Linked DNA regions of Sus scrofa: region 1 is linked to region 2. A link is a contact called in public Hi-C data. All regions are on one chromosome and are shown on one strand. Each heading gives the region's core, a stretch centred on a gene start, on an enhancer-like site or on the middle of the called end of the contact. The rest is flanking DNA. Distances are from core to core; before and after follow the strand shown. Region 1 has its middle 220 kb from the start of ACVR2A. Region 2 overlaps ACVR2A (activin A receptor type 2A).

What was found. Hi-C and Micro-C count contacts between places; a contact is called where the count stands out from the background.
Region 1: a Hi-C map of omental adipose tissue shows a contact between it and region 2, with 1.7 times the contacts expected there. The contact joins two enhancer-like sites. A contact is called at or near these places in 2 of 47 Hi-C or Micro-C datasets (embryonic fibroblasts and omental adipose tissue).

Annotation. Positions count from the first base shown.
Region 1 is chr15:4,471,020-4,477,626 of Sscrofa11.1, forward strand. No RefSeq gene overlaps it. Among named protein-coding and RNA genes, the nearest start is that of ACVR2A, 220 kb to the left of the region's middle. Within about 2 kb of position 4,957, at least 19 of the 83 cell types and tissues checked have an H3K27ac peak or open chromatin away from gene starts, as enhancers often do. A contact at or near this core is called in omental adipose tissue, where this site is marked.
Region 2 is chr15:4,191,670-4,198,767 of Sscrofa11.1, forward strand. ACVR2A (activin A receptor type 2A) reads right to left here. Exons shown (of 11, transcript NM_001204765.1): 5 at 381-524. Among named protein-coding and RNA genes, the nearest start is that of ACVR2A, 64 kb to the right of the region's middle. Within about 2 kb of position 5,017, at least 4 of the 83 cell types and tissues checked have an H3K27ac peak or open chromatin away from gene starts, as enhancers often do. A contact at or near this core is called in omental adipose tissue, where this site is marked.

The sequences.
Region 1 (6,607 bases), core at 3,707-6,206, 280 kb after region 2:
TGAATGGTCAGGACAATTTTAGGTGGAGCTGGGTGGGACCTTACAATTCATGAAGCTGAATCACATAAATGCTATTTTTCCAATTCTTCTTCCATTTTTCTAATTATATAAAGAAGACGGGCTTAGCTGGTTACTGGTATGTTTTTAACATCACCACCTATTAAACAAAAGAGAAATAATAAAGAAAAACACGAAATAGACAAAAGTACAGGTGACATGTGGTATGTTACAAAAGTTGGTGTGTAAGAATGACTAAATTACCCTACCATTTAGGTTTACTTCTAAGTCTAGTACTTGTTTTCACATTCTGATTTTTAATCAGTTTTACTTAGTATTTTTTTCATGTTTGACTTCTAAGTATCCCTAGAGTATATATTTATGAGTGGCAAAACACATTATTTTCTTCGAATTTCTTACTGTTTAGGTAAACCAGTATCCTTTTCTCAAAGTTATATAAAATCAGAGTTTAGCACTGAGTGTGGTGAATGAAATTTTCACTCATGAATTTAGAATAATACTTTCTAAGTACCATTCTTGGGAGAATTGGGAAGAGAGTTGTTCTGTGTTCTATGATTCTGATGAGGAATCTTTGTTGAGAAAGGTTTTTGAAGTTATTTTCTGTCAAGTCAAACCTATTAGCTTAATTACCTCTGCTTTGAGAGCATTCAGCCATGTCAGAAAAGGGAAGAAATGTCAGGGAGAGGAAAGAAAAGGGCAGAAGGTGGAGAAAAGGGATGGATGCATAAATATGGCAGGGAGGGAGAAAAAGTGAAAGAGGAGTCCAACAAGAGCAGGGGAGGGAAACAGTACAACGTGAAGACACATTGTGAATTAATATGTGTTTATGGAGTACTTGATGTTAACACAACTTTTAAAATATTTTGAAATACAGATAGTTTACATCCAGATAATGTTTGCTCTCTCTCAGGGGCTCAGTGGTTTTCAAAGGGGAGGTATATTTGGGCTCAAATTCTTTCACCTGCATTTGGCTTTGTGACCTTGGGCAAGTCATGGCATTTTCCTCTTGAAATGCAATTATAGTATCAGCCTTATGGGATGGCTGGGAGGATTAAATGATAGTTGGTTATTATGAGAAGATAGGAGCTCTATTACAACAGACTTAACAAGTGCATTGTTGAACAGAAATCGCCAAACCCCAAAACAAAACAGGAAAAAGGTTTCTTTTAAAAGTCAGCAAACAGTTTGAAAGAATGTGGGTTTCTCTCCTCTTTTTCTCAACAGTCCTGTGTATTTCGTGTTGATGGTGCTCTATCCCTGATTGCAGAACAGGGAGCCTACTGCTGCTACTGTGAGCTCAAGATACCAGGCTTTGAAATCTGCTTCTGGTCACCATCCAATGGTTGACTTTAGGCTTCATGGGGTGTGGTCACTGAGACAGTTGCTATGATATATATGTCCTATGGCGATGAATGTAAAAATGAGTGAGAAAAGTTTTACCTTAGGTTAAACTATGACATATGAGAATTTTATTTCAGACATTCTCTTTGCCTTACATTTTTCCTTTACAGGACAGCTCCTTTTCAGGTACACAAGATCCTTGTCTCTTTCTTCTTCCTGTTATTACTCAGCTTTAACCCTCACATCAAATCACTCTCAAGAAAGTGGCTATTTCGACTTTGTGTGAAATCAAGGTAACAGCATTATCTTTCCCAGATGTGTCTGCAATTTGAGGTTTTTATTGCAAATTGGAGAACTCTACCCCTGTTAAAGGGATCTCAGACAGTTCTAGAATTTTCTGGAAAAAGGCCCATGGGGGCAGGATCTCATAGGTCGAATCCTGGAAGAGAACCATGTCCTCAGGCCTCATGGGCTGGCTTTTTGGGCTTGTCCTCAGACTCAAGGCTAATGTTTCCCAGACTAGTCCTCATTTCAGATATTCTATTCTGTGTATCAATCATTTTCTTGTTTTTCTGGGTTTGGTTTGGAAAACATGATTATGTCTACTGTATAGTAGGCATTTAATTCTTGTTTTCCTGTTGTTATTTTTAATTGAAATATAGTTGACAGTATTATGTTAGTTTCAGGTTTGCTATATTTGACATTTGCCTACATTATGAGATGATCACCATGATAAATCTAGTAACCATCTATCCCTTTACAAAGTTTTTTTTTATATATATAATGATTTTTTCCCAATTATAGCTGGTTTACAGTGTTCTGTCAATTTTAATGGATTTGTTAGATGACAGTGTATACGGGCAATGCATACACGCACACACACACACACACACACACACACACACACACACACAGGTGCCTCTATCTGTTGGTGCTTAACTTAATTTTATTGTTCCTGAGGTAGCAATAGTTTCTGACCCTCTTTAGGCCTCCAAGTCTTCTAGCTTGCTAAGCATATTTACTGCAGGCTCAAATCCATATAGTAAATTCATCTTCCTATCTATCTGTCTATCCATCTGTCTGTCTTCCTATCTATCTATCTATCTATCTATCTATCTATCTATCTATCTATCTTCTTTCTATCCATTATAAAGAAAATAGATGGGAGGGAGTAGAGGGTTTCAGACATTTTCTCTGGACAGTTCCGTATTTTCAATAACTTCTTACCATGCCCATTCAAGAGTCCAGGCTTAATAACTTTTAGGACAAAGTGCGAAATGTGGCTTCTTTCAGCAGCATTACATGGTGGAAAGGCCTCTTGAGATTTGCTATTGGAGGCTGCTAGCCATTTAGTTTTGATGTTATTGCTCCTGTTCTGGGTTTTAAATATTTTAATGAAAATTTTTATTGTTTGTGGCCTGGCTTTTAGCACAGGCTGCAGTTTAAAAAATTCTAATAAATGAATGGGAGATGTGTATAAAGAGAATTAAAACTGAAACCTAGTTAACTCACAGAGTATTTTGTAAAACCTGATAGAACCTGATGTTTTCGAAGGTGAAGTGCCTGACTAGGTACTGGAGAAATAGATTGTGCCTGTCTTTTAGAACTTTATGACCACAAAAAAGGCTGCACATTCTTAGCTGGTTGGTGAGTATTTGATTGTCTCCATCTTTCAGGTGGATTGTTAGTGTTGCTGTAATGGGGCCTCGATGTTTCAGAGCACTGCATGATTACACAGAGAACAAAGATGATGAAGAAAGTGAAGACTTACCTGGAAAACCTAGCCTTGTGTAACTATCCTCTTCCTCTTGCAAACAAGCGATGAAACCTTATCCGCAAGAGCTCTCTGTTTATACATTTTTTGACTAGGCCTAAATATCTAAACATAAGTATAAAACATTTCTAATGAGCAATACAGCTCATTTTGTGAACTGTATTCTTTCCTCCCACCTCTGGTTTTGATGCCTTAGGGCCTTCCCATAAAAAATGAACTTATGCAATCCAGCTTGGTGGTTTTCACAGTGCTTTAAAAATGCATTCTCTTTCCGGTGTGGTGGTGCCAGAACCACTGTAGGATTGTGTGGACTTATCCTTCCATCTGCTCCCAAACATTAAAAGATGAATTGGAAAATAATTATGAAAAGCAACGGTTGTTTCCCTGTTTGCTCTCAGACTGATTCCTTGCCCTTCTCAGGCTCTTAGTCAGAGCCTTTTATCCAAGGGGATAAAAGGGCAAGAAATTGGAGGATGGGAGGAAGAGAAAGACCTGAGTATTCTGCCCTCTTTCTGTGCCAGTGTTTCCAGCTCCCAAGCTGCCTCTCCTTTTGTGGTTCCAGCTCCCCTCTGGCAGAAGTGCCTGGATCCAGTTGTCTTCAGGCTGCCTCAGCCTCTGGGATCTGATATTACCATCTTCCCATGTCCCTCACTAGGTGCAGGTGAGTCTCATCTTGTGGAAAAAGAAGGTGGGCCCATACCTGTGATAAGTAAGAGACAGATTTCTGATTAACATTGAAAAGTGGTCAAAGTTCCTCTCTGGATCCCTCCTTTTGAACCCCGCAGACTCTGGTGTCATATTTCCCATGGCACTTTACCCTGTCTTGTCCTCTCCATTAGCATAAGTTGGCCTGTAAATGATAAAAGGATATAAAATATCTGACTTTCCCTTTTCTTTAAAATACTTTAGTCCCAGGATTGATTTCCTTAGTGGCTAGGTGGTTAGATAATCTGAATATGTTTGTGGAGGAAAGGTGACATTATTAGATATCTATTGCTGCAAAGCAAACTAACCCAATACTGAGTGGCTTAACGTAACAAACATTTATGATCTCATAATTTCCTTGAGTCAGAAATTTGAGAGGACCTTAGGCAGATCATTCTAGCCGGGGGTCTTTCATGAAGTTGCAGTCAAGATCCTGGCTGGGGCTTCGGTCAGCTCAAGGCTAGACAGTAGTTGGAGGATCAGCTTTCAAGACAGCTCACCTACATGGTTGTTGGCTGGAGGTCCCAGTTCCTCTCCTTGTAAAATTATTTACAGGGCTGCTCCAGTGCCCTCACGGCATGGTATGGCAGCCAGCTTCCCTCAGAGCAGGTGACACAAAGGAGTAAGGAGGAAGCCACACCACCTTTTATGTCCAATCTTAGAAGCCACTCTGTATCACTGTCACTTCTACCACATCCTTTTAGCTAGAAATGCGTCACTAAATGCAGTCCACCTTTAAGGGAAGGGGGGTTGGGCTCCACTTTTTGAAGGAAGAAATATATAGGATTTTATGGATGTGTTCAAAACTACCACAGTGGGTAAGCCTTTAATATGTTAACCCTTTCAGTTGCCATATTTGCAGATTAATAAGGCTGTAAGCTTAATAAATCCTAGAGCTCTCTTCTCTGACTTACTGACTTTAGAAAGGGCACTACCTTTGGAGAGGAAATGTTTCTGTCCCTGGTTGATTTGCAATACCCTCCCCTGTCTGTGATTTTTACACACAGGTGTGTACACACACGTGCATACACGTGCATGCACGCACGCACACAGGCACACACACACACAGTCGCTATTGCTAAATCTGGATCTGGGCCACATCTGGTGAGTCATCTGACCACTGTAGCAAGCAAAACTTTCTCTCCCACAGGCTTTCTCCACCCCCATTCCCAGTCAGGCGCTGGTCTCTCTGGTTTCTTCGGACTTTTATTTTGAATACTTCATCCTAGTAATCCTATTCTTTGTCCTGAGTTTGGCCTTGAAGAAAAGCAGAGCAAGAATTGAACTGACATTTGTAAGGAGGAGGAAAATCTTTTCCTTCCGCCTATGTATTCAGGAGTTGTGATATCCCCTATATCCTAGCAACAGTCTTGGAGGTGAGGCAATGTTTTGTGAGAATGAAAGCAAGTCTGACTGTAGCAGTATGTGTATTGAAAAGGCCTTTGAAAAATGAAAAAACTGCCAATTATATGTCTTTGAATTGGATTCCATCCAAGCCCTCCCTGAAGGAATCCCATTTGCCTGGTGTCTGAGCAGGGACAGGAAGGGAGGAAGGAAGCCTGAAACCAGGCATGTGTTGCCCAAGTGCATGAAGCAATTCCTTTTGACAAAGATGATATCTGTTTCCCAGGTTAGGTGAGTGAAATGTGCTGGATGGATAAACCAAAGATTATGGTTTTGTCACGCTTCACTCAGGATATCACGAGTTAAAGGCATGTAACATACCTGAAAAACATGCCATTAATCAATGGTAAAGAGGAATTAGAGAGCTTCTCTGTGTGGGTCAAAGATGCAAAGGAAATTGCAAAGGAAATTGCCCTAGGAGGAGGCTCATTTCCCAAACCCTCCTCTCTGTATCTAGTCTAAGGAAGACATTCTTTTATAAGTCCTTTGGAATAAAGATTCCATTATTATAAGAGATATAGGAACAGTGTGGCTGATTATACAGTGACATGTTTTTTTTTTTTTAATCTTCGTAGGGACATAGATGGAATCTTACTTGGTTTGTTATTTCATTTGGGTGTGTGTATGAGGGATGTTAATTAGGAAGAGCAGGTGGCACTGTGTAGTTTTGTTATAAAGCATCCTTTTCTGAGTGGTTAGTGAGTGCCAGGCATCAAAGCAAGGCCTGTTACTTTCATTATTTTATGTAACTATTATAACAACCGAGAGAGGTAGTTTATCATTAGCTTTATTTTTAATGTATGAAAAATATCTGGGCTTAGGTGAGTTAAGTAACTTGCCCAAGGTCATTCAGCCAGTAAGTGGCCAAATCAGAACTTGAATTCAGGTCTATTGGCTTCCAGTGCTCTGCTTACTTTTCTTGCCTTAATAAGTAAATGTTGCTTGAACTGGGAGGGTTACAAAAATCTCCCCGTTCTCATGAAGGATGGTTCTAAGTTTTTCTAGAAAGCTGTGAAGTGACCTTTTCTCAGCATCTTAATCTATCAAATGGGCTAATGACTGGATTAATGTGGGGACCAAGTTAGGTGTTTTAAAGCATTTCTTAAACTGGAACATACAATTTAAATATAAGGTATTGTGCTCTCACTTCATTTAGAACCTGCTTCAAGAGTGGTCAGATTAACTAGTGAACATGTAGTGGATACTGGTTGTGTTCAGTGCATTTCATTAAGACTGAATGTTTGCAGAGTTTAGGTGATGATGGGATTTCCATCTAGTGCCCTTGCATTATTTCTTGAGGATTGGAGAACAGTGAGTATTGGGGCTGGCTGAAATTGTCACAGCAAAATGGTGTCACCTTTTACC
Region 2 (7,098 bases), core at 3,767-6,266:
CCACCTTGAAACACGTGGCTTGTGTTTTCAGACTGTTTCTGAGTTACAATGATCCAGCCAGTTACGTTTTTTAAAAAATATATGTACATTATGGAGTTCCCGTTGTGGCTCACTGGTAACAAATCCGACTGGTATCCACAAGGATGCAGGTTGGATCCCTGGCCTTGCTCAGTGGATTAAAGATCCGGCGTTATTGTGAGCTGCAGTGTAGGTCACAGACATGGCTCAGATCTGACATTGCTGTGGCTGTGGTGTGGGCCAGCAACTACAACTCCAATTCGACCCCTAGTGTGGGAACTTCCATATGCTACAGGTGCGGCCCTAAGAAAAAAAAATAAAAGCAAAAAAAAAGTGCATGTTAAAAAACTGTACAAACATACCTGTATTGGAAATATTTTCACAGCCACATATTCATTGAGTAACTGGGCTTTCCAGACACAACCAAATCTTCCTCTTGCTTTTACTTCTAGTAATTGCAGTGGCTTCAAACCTAATAATGGAGAAGGTGGGGGTGGTCCTGGGTCCTATAGATAAATAATAATAATATTATTAAAAAGGAGCACTTGATACATATCACTTCTAAATATCAGAAAAAAGTATACTGGAATATCAATTGACAGAAATGGTAAACACGTACAAATGACAGTAAATTCAATCTTGCCAAAACTGAGTTCTAAAGAATTACTAATTATCTATAAGATCACAAGGCAAGGAACTTGAATTAAGAGTTTTCATAATAACATTCAACATTATTGCTATACACATATATTTATACATATCTGTGACCTTCAGGACACTACTAACAGTATTTCAATGATCTCATCCAGTTGATACTTCTTTATAGGACAAAGATTGGAAATGTGCCAGAAACAGCAAATTATGGCTATGTCTCAGAGAAAACCTCTCCTCAAAATCCATTACTTTCCCCAATGAGTATTTAACTTTAAATCTTTCTTCATGTTAGAAATATCCAGAGCCATTCTCAAACACATTACAAATTGGTATATCAAATACAAAGCACATAAAAGAAATTTGTAAGTTAGTGTTGCTACAGCCAAACTATTCTGTTCACTATAATTTTCCCCCTAGTAATAATTCATCCCTTTGTTTATAATTACTTTGCAGAATTGATCTGAGATATTATTTGTGCTTTGGGACTAACTGGCAAAGAAAGTACAAATAATAATTCAGAAATTAGTGGTCATCATTGTAGATAATAAGGTATGAAAGCGAAGGGTACTGCTATAGTTAATTTTTTAAATGGAGCGAACATAGTATATGAATACAGGTACAGCATGTCAGATCACCTAGGAATCCTCCCTATACAAAGCATAGGGGCAAACTTTCATGGAAAGCATTCTGTTAGTTCATTATCTACCACTAAAGCAAGAGGTAGAAAGCCTTTTGGAAAGCCTCCAGAGGAAAGTAGTAACATGTCTGAAGGTCTGCATGAGTATTGTAAGGGGGAATTAAAATTTCTGTGGCAGTAGCAACAGACTTTATGATAGTGGGTGGCACCTAAGACACTTGGAAATTGTAAATCACCCCTTCATCAGTGCATGTCCTCTCTGTCTTTACTCTCCCCTCCTTAAAAAAAAAAAATAAAAACAAAAACAAACAAACAAACAAAAAAACCTTCTCAGGTCTTAGTGCTCCCTTTAGGCATTATTCAGCCATAGGTGCTGCTCAAGATTCTTAAAAGTTAACATCTACATTAGAAAGACCCTCAGAAAGAGACACATTGCAAAGTATTAAAAAGTACCTTCTTCTTCTAAACTAGACAATCTTTATAAAATGGTTTGAGAATTCCTATTTTAAACCAGTATGATAAACCAGAAGACTTCCTGTGATTCATTTTAACATCAGATATTTATTTTTTGAATGCCTACAAAAGTTGCTTTCCCTTCACATTCAAAACATGAAAAGTTAGTAGAGCTGAAGATTGTTTTAATTTAGTAGAGTGACAGGTCAAGGAAGTCAGATACAAATCTTACAGAAGTATGGTGCTTCAAGTTATGATTCTCAGTGGGAGGGGACATAAGACTTTCTCTGGAGAACTTTTAACAAAACTAAACAGTCCCTCCCTTATCCCTTCACTGACCATGTATACCTGTAATAAGAGATGCCACTGATAGCAGTATATGACTTATGTGAATGTGGAGACAGGAGGGAAGAAAGTTGAAACCCACTCTTCTAGAGGCAAATGAAACCACTCAGTGCTCAAAGTCCAAGAATTATTAGATACATGCATAAAAGAATAATTATGCTAAATAAACAGAAAAAATTCAGTTTGAAAAACTTTATAAAGTCAACAATTTCCCCTCTTTTAGAAGAAATAAGTTAGAAAAGTCCTATTTTCAAAGCAGGGATGCTAAAAACTAAAGTATGAAGACAAAGGTTAAAAGCTAAAGAGGAAAAATAACCAAAAATAATATGTCATTATACTTAAACACTAAGATTTTTAAATAACTTTTATAAATTGACTGATAACGTCTCCCTAGATAACATACACATTACCCATTCTCTATTCCAAAGAGGACTAACCACATGAATATGATTCAGTCTATAAAATAGGGGTTAGATAACTCAATCCACACCCCAAATTAAGAATGTGTCAGAGATTCAAAATATGACTTTAATAAAATATTAACCTTAGTTTTAGGAAACAATAATTTCCAATGCCTATGCTTAGAAAAAAAAAAATCACTGTATGTTTTTCGAATGTATATATAAACTTCAGAGTTCCCATAAGTTTTCAAGACTCTGCTTAGAAAGTTTCTAAGCTACCATTATTTCAGTAAGAAATCTTAGATCATTCTCCTAATGATATTACCATTACAGTCAGGATTATATCATAACAGCCTGATAATATGCTTTGTCAAAATTACCTATAAGTAAAAAGCTTAAATTAAGGAGAACAATGGCCAACTTTCAAAGAGTGAGAAAAAGGTCTACAAAGACACATTCCTTTGAAGTGTCAAAACTTTTAGAAACGATATGTATTTTTAAATAATACTCTATAATTCTTAAAAGGTTAGGTTCAAAAGAACTCTATATCATTATAGCTTTCAATATACTTTTTTGATTTTTTAATAAAAAATTATTAGAATATTCTCCTACTTCATACTTTTCAGCCCTTCACTTCATTTATAGGAAGCTTTAACAGCCTTTCTCATATCTAGCTTTTACTTATCCAATAATCCAAGAATATTAGAAATGATTTCCAGTTTATTAGCACCATTTTACTAATGTATTTACTAAAAACTCAATTTTTGTTTCTAGGAATGAAGATTTATACCTTTAAAATACATGAACACCTGGGGAGACAAATTTGACTTAAACCTCATAATGACAACATTCTGATGTTACCCATAAAACATGGCTCTGTCCTGCTACAAAGAAAAACCACTTTTAGAGGGGCAACTATAAGGACTATAAAATTCCTGAAAACATTTACTAAGTTCCAGTTTTCTTGCAGTGTCCATGCTATTTTGCACAGTTAAAAAGATATGCACTAGAACATGGCTTTGATTACATCTCTTCTTGTTTATATATGAAAATTACAGCATCAGAAGACATCATGTTGAGAAGCAACAAAGGACAATAGCTGGAAAAAGTGTCCCCCACTCCAACACCACTACTCAGGATCATTACTATAACCAATAGTGGAATAAACGACTAGAAATGAAGAGATGTAAAGCAGTCTGCGATCATTTTACTTATCCTGACTTCTCCAAATGAAAAGTGAGTTCTAAATCTAAATAAAGCCTTAAATTTGCAGACAGCAAAAGATCAAGTTACCACTTCTCTAGCTAGTCCACTTGTTCAAGATGCTAAAGATGAAAAAAACTACCTGAAAATATAGATTTCGCATTGAAAGATAATGTGTTCGACCTGAAAGTCAGCCCCTGTTAAAAATGAGTACATGCTGGCATTTAAGCTAATGACATACTATAAAAATAACCAATATAAGGTTTTCAAAGCTAAAAATATATCCATTATGTGTTAACATCTAACCAGCTAAAACAGTTGTTTCTACATTTCACCTTAGATAAGTATAAACACTGTTAACAATACTTTAGGACCAAAAACTATTACTGTGGCAAATCAATCAAGTTTTTAATACTAAAAGCGGCGGGAAAAACTATAACATAAATTTATAAACTATAAAGGATGCACAATAAAGCAACAACAACAAAAATCTAAGAAAAAAATGTTTTGTATGCATCCACAAAAAGTTCCACAACCATAAAATAAATATCAATGAATCTTACCTCTATCATTATATGAAAGGCGTGCTTGTGAAGAAAAAACACAGGCAAAAGAAATTACGATTTATATCCGGAATGAAATGAAAAATGACACAAATTACAAAAGTGAAGGAAAGAGAATAATGATTTAGCTTTTTAAAAGTTGTCAATGATTGAATGTATCATATTTTTCAAATGAGAATTAAGAACACTTTCCTTATAAACAGAGGAAAGTAATATATTTAAAAAAATCTTGGATATTATCTATCAGATAAGAAGTATTGTTATATTGATGTCTATAGTATGACCCCAAGTTACCTGATCCAATGGATTTCAAGCCAGGGAATAAACTAAAACAAATCTTTAAATAACTGTTACTTAATTTTCTAAGGAATTCTGGGGTCTAAACTATAAGAGTAAAAAAAAGCAGTTTGAAAATCTACGCATTGAAATTGGATTCTGGACACCAGAGGGCAGTATTGTCTTTAACAAAAACTGTAGAAGCAGCACAAGAAATTTTTACACAGAAAGTTTTCTCAGATCACTGACAGTTGATGTAATAATCTAGAATCTCCAACTTCCTGAAAGGTTTTACTCTCATGAAAGACAGGAGACTGCTTACAGTGAGACAGAAAAATGTTTCTGGTGCCTCTGTGAGTGTGTGAAATACAAATAATACACTAGGACACGGGAAGAATAAGATCAGAATTGAATAGAAAACAGTGACATATCAGACCTGCTTCCCCAGCCACAACCAGAGTGAAGAACTCAAGCAAGTATCTATACATAATTTTCAAGCTCAGGACCCCTATACTGATAAAGAACTAGATTTTCATTCCCCCAGTCATCCCCAAAGAGGCAAAAGCACTAATTTAAACCAGTAAAAGCTTCGAATACCTCCAAGCACTTATTTCTCAGTTTTCAGTATTTCTACAGAGAACAATAGCAATGATGAAAAAGATTTGACCACTCATTTTTATGTACCAGTTGCTTAGTTTGTTTGTTTGTTTGTTTGGGTTTTTTTTTTTTTTTTTTTTTTGCCTCTTGATCTTCTCCCGTAAAGATTCAGGACTATTTCTAATTCATCTAAAAGGTTTAGCTAATCCTAGTATCAAAACATCTTATCAGTACTCCAAAGTAAAATTCCTCTCTTGAAAGAAATACATGCCAAGTGAGTAACTAGACTATAGCTTCCCAAAGCTTAAACATCTCTCAGATTTTCTTTTCATACTGGTGCTTTCAGAGATCAAGATGCCACTGTAATAACACTGTGCAAGTAGCTGCTGTTTCATGCATCTTACTAAAAAGTGTATTTTGCTCAATATACTTTTCAGTAAACGAATATTAGAATAAGCTATAGAATGATTCAAGCCACAGACATCAACAACAGGTCCCAATGCATAAACTTAAGTTACAAAACATGAGTCAAAACATAATCCAAAAAAAATTAATTCACCAAATACACAAACAGATAAAAAGTAACCAAAATAGTCTTAGATTCACAACTTCGAAAATAAAACTTGAATATCATGCACTGTGACTGGAGATAAGAGTAAAAACCAAATCAGCACACTAATGTCAAGTAATTAGATTGCTCGATGAGAAAGACACTTGCTGCTTATTCCTTAAGGGGAAAAAAAAAATAACTATTGACAAACATCAGAAAGGAATGAATACTCATATTCATTCAACAAATCTTTACTGAGCACCTAGTTTGTACCAGACACTGACTACCTAGACTCTCATGATGTTTACTATATTGTGGGGAAGAAAGACTAATCAAATGAATGCATAATTATAAAATGAGAGCAAAGAAAAGGAATTTAGTTACCATGAGCACCTGTAAGGAAAAACCTAACTTATACTGGACAGGTAAATAAGAGGTTTTCCTAAGGAGAGAATCCTTGAGAAATGGAATAAGGCAGCATAGGTATGAAAAACAGTACTGGGATATACACCCCAGATTTCTGACTTGTACAACCAAATGGTTACTGGTTCCATTTACTGAGAATCAGGTTTGAGAGAGATCATCATTACCCTTGTATGTTAGCGCTCAGAGACATCTAATAGGAGATATTTAGTAAGCAGTTAGATATACAGAACTAGAATACAAAGAAATTTTTCTAGAAATAAGGAGTCTATATGCTATAAATATATATATGATATTTACTATAAATTTTCTCTATTTAAACCATTTCAAGACATTTATATACAAATTTTTAATACCTTATTCAACTTCTTAGGATGATCAAGAAGAAATAAGCACCCCCTTCCCCACCCAAAGTATTTGAAAACTGACAAATTCTAAATGTCTCCCCTTAATCATCCAATTATTATACTTTCTAAGAAATTTTACAGTTGCTAATTTTTTTTTCTTTTCCTTTTTTTTCCTTTTTAGGGACACACCTGTGGCATATGGAAGTTCCTAGGCTAGGGTTCAAATATGAGTTACAGCTGCAGGCCTACACCACAGCCACAGCCACAGCAGATCAGAGCCACATCTCTGAACTACACCACAGCTTGTGGCAACACCGGATCCTTAACCCACTGAGCAAGGCCAGGGATCGAACCTGCATCCTCATGGACATGATGTCAGGTTCTTAACTCACTGAGCCTCAAGGGAAACTCGCTACAATTGCTAATTTTTAAAAAGACAATTACCAAGCAGAAAGAAATAAAATGTGCAAAGAAAGAATATGTGTTATCAGGACAAATGTTTCTGAGCTAGGGACAGCAAGAGAGTATACATTAACAGGTTCAATAACGTTGATACTGACTGTCAAATGCACAGCCATGATTCTATCCAATTAGATCTTCAAAATTCCTGTGTGATATATCAACTCCTACT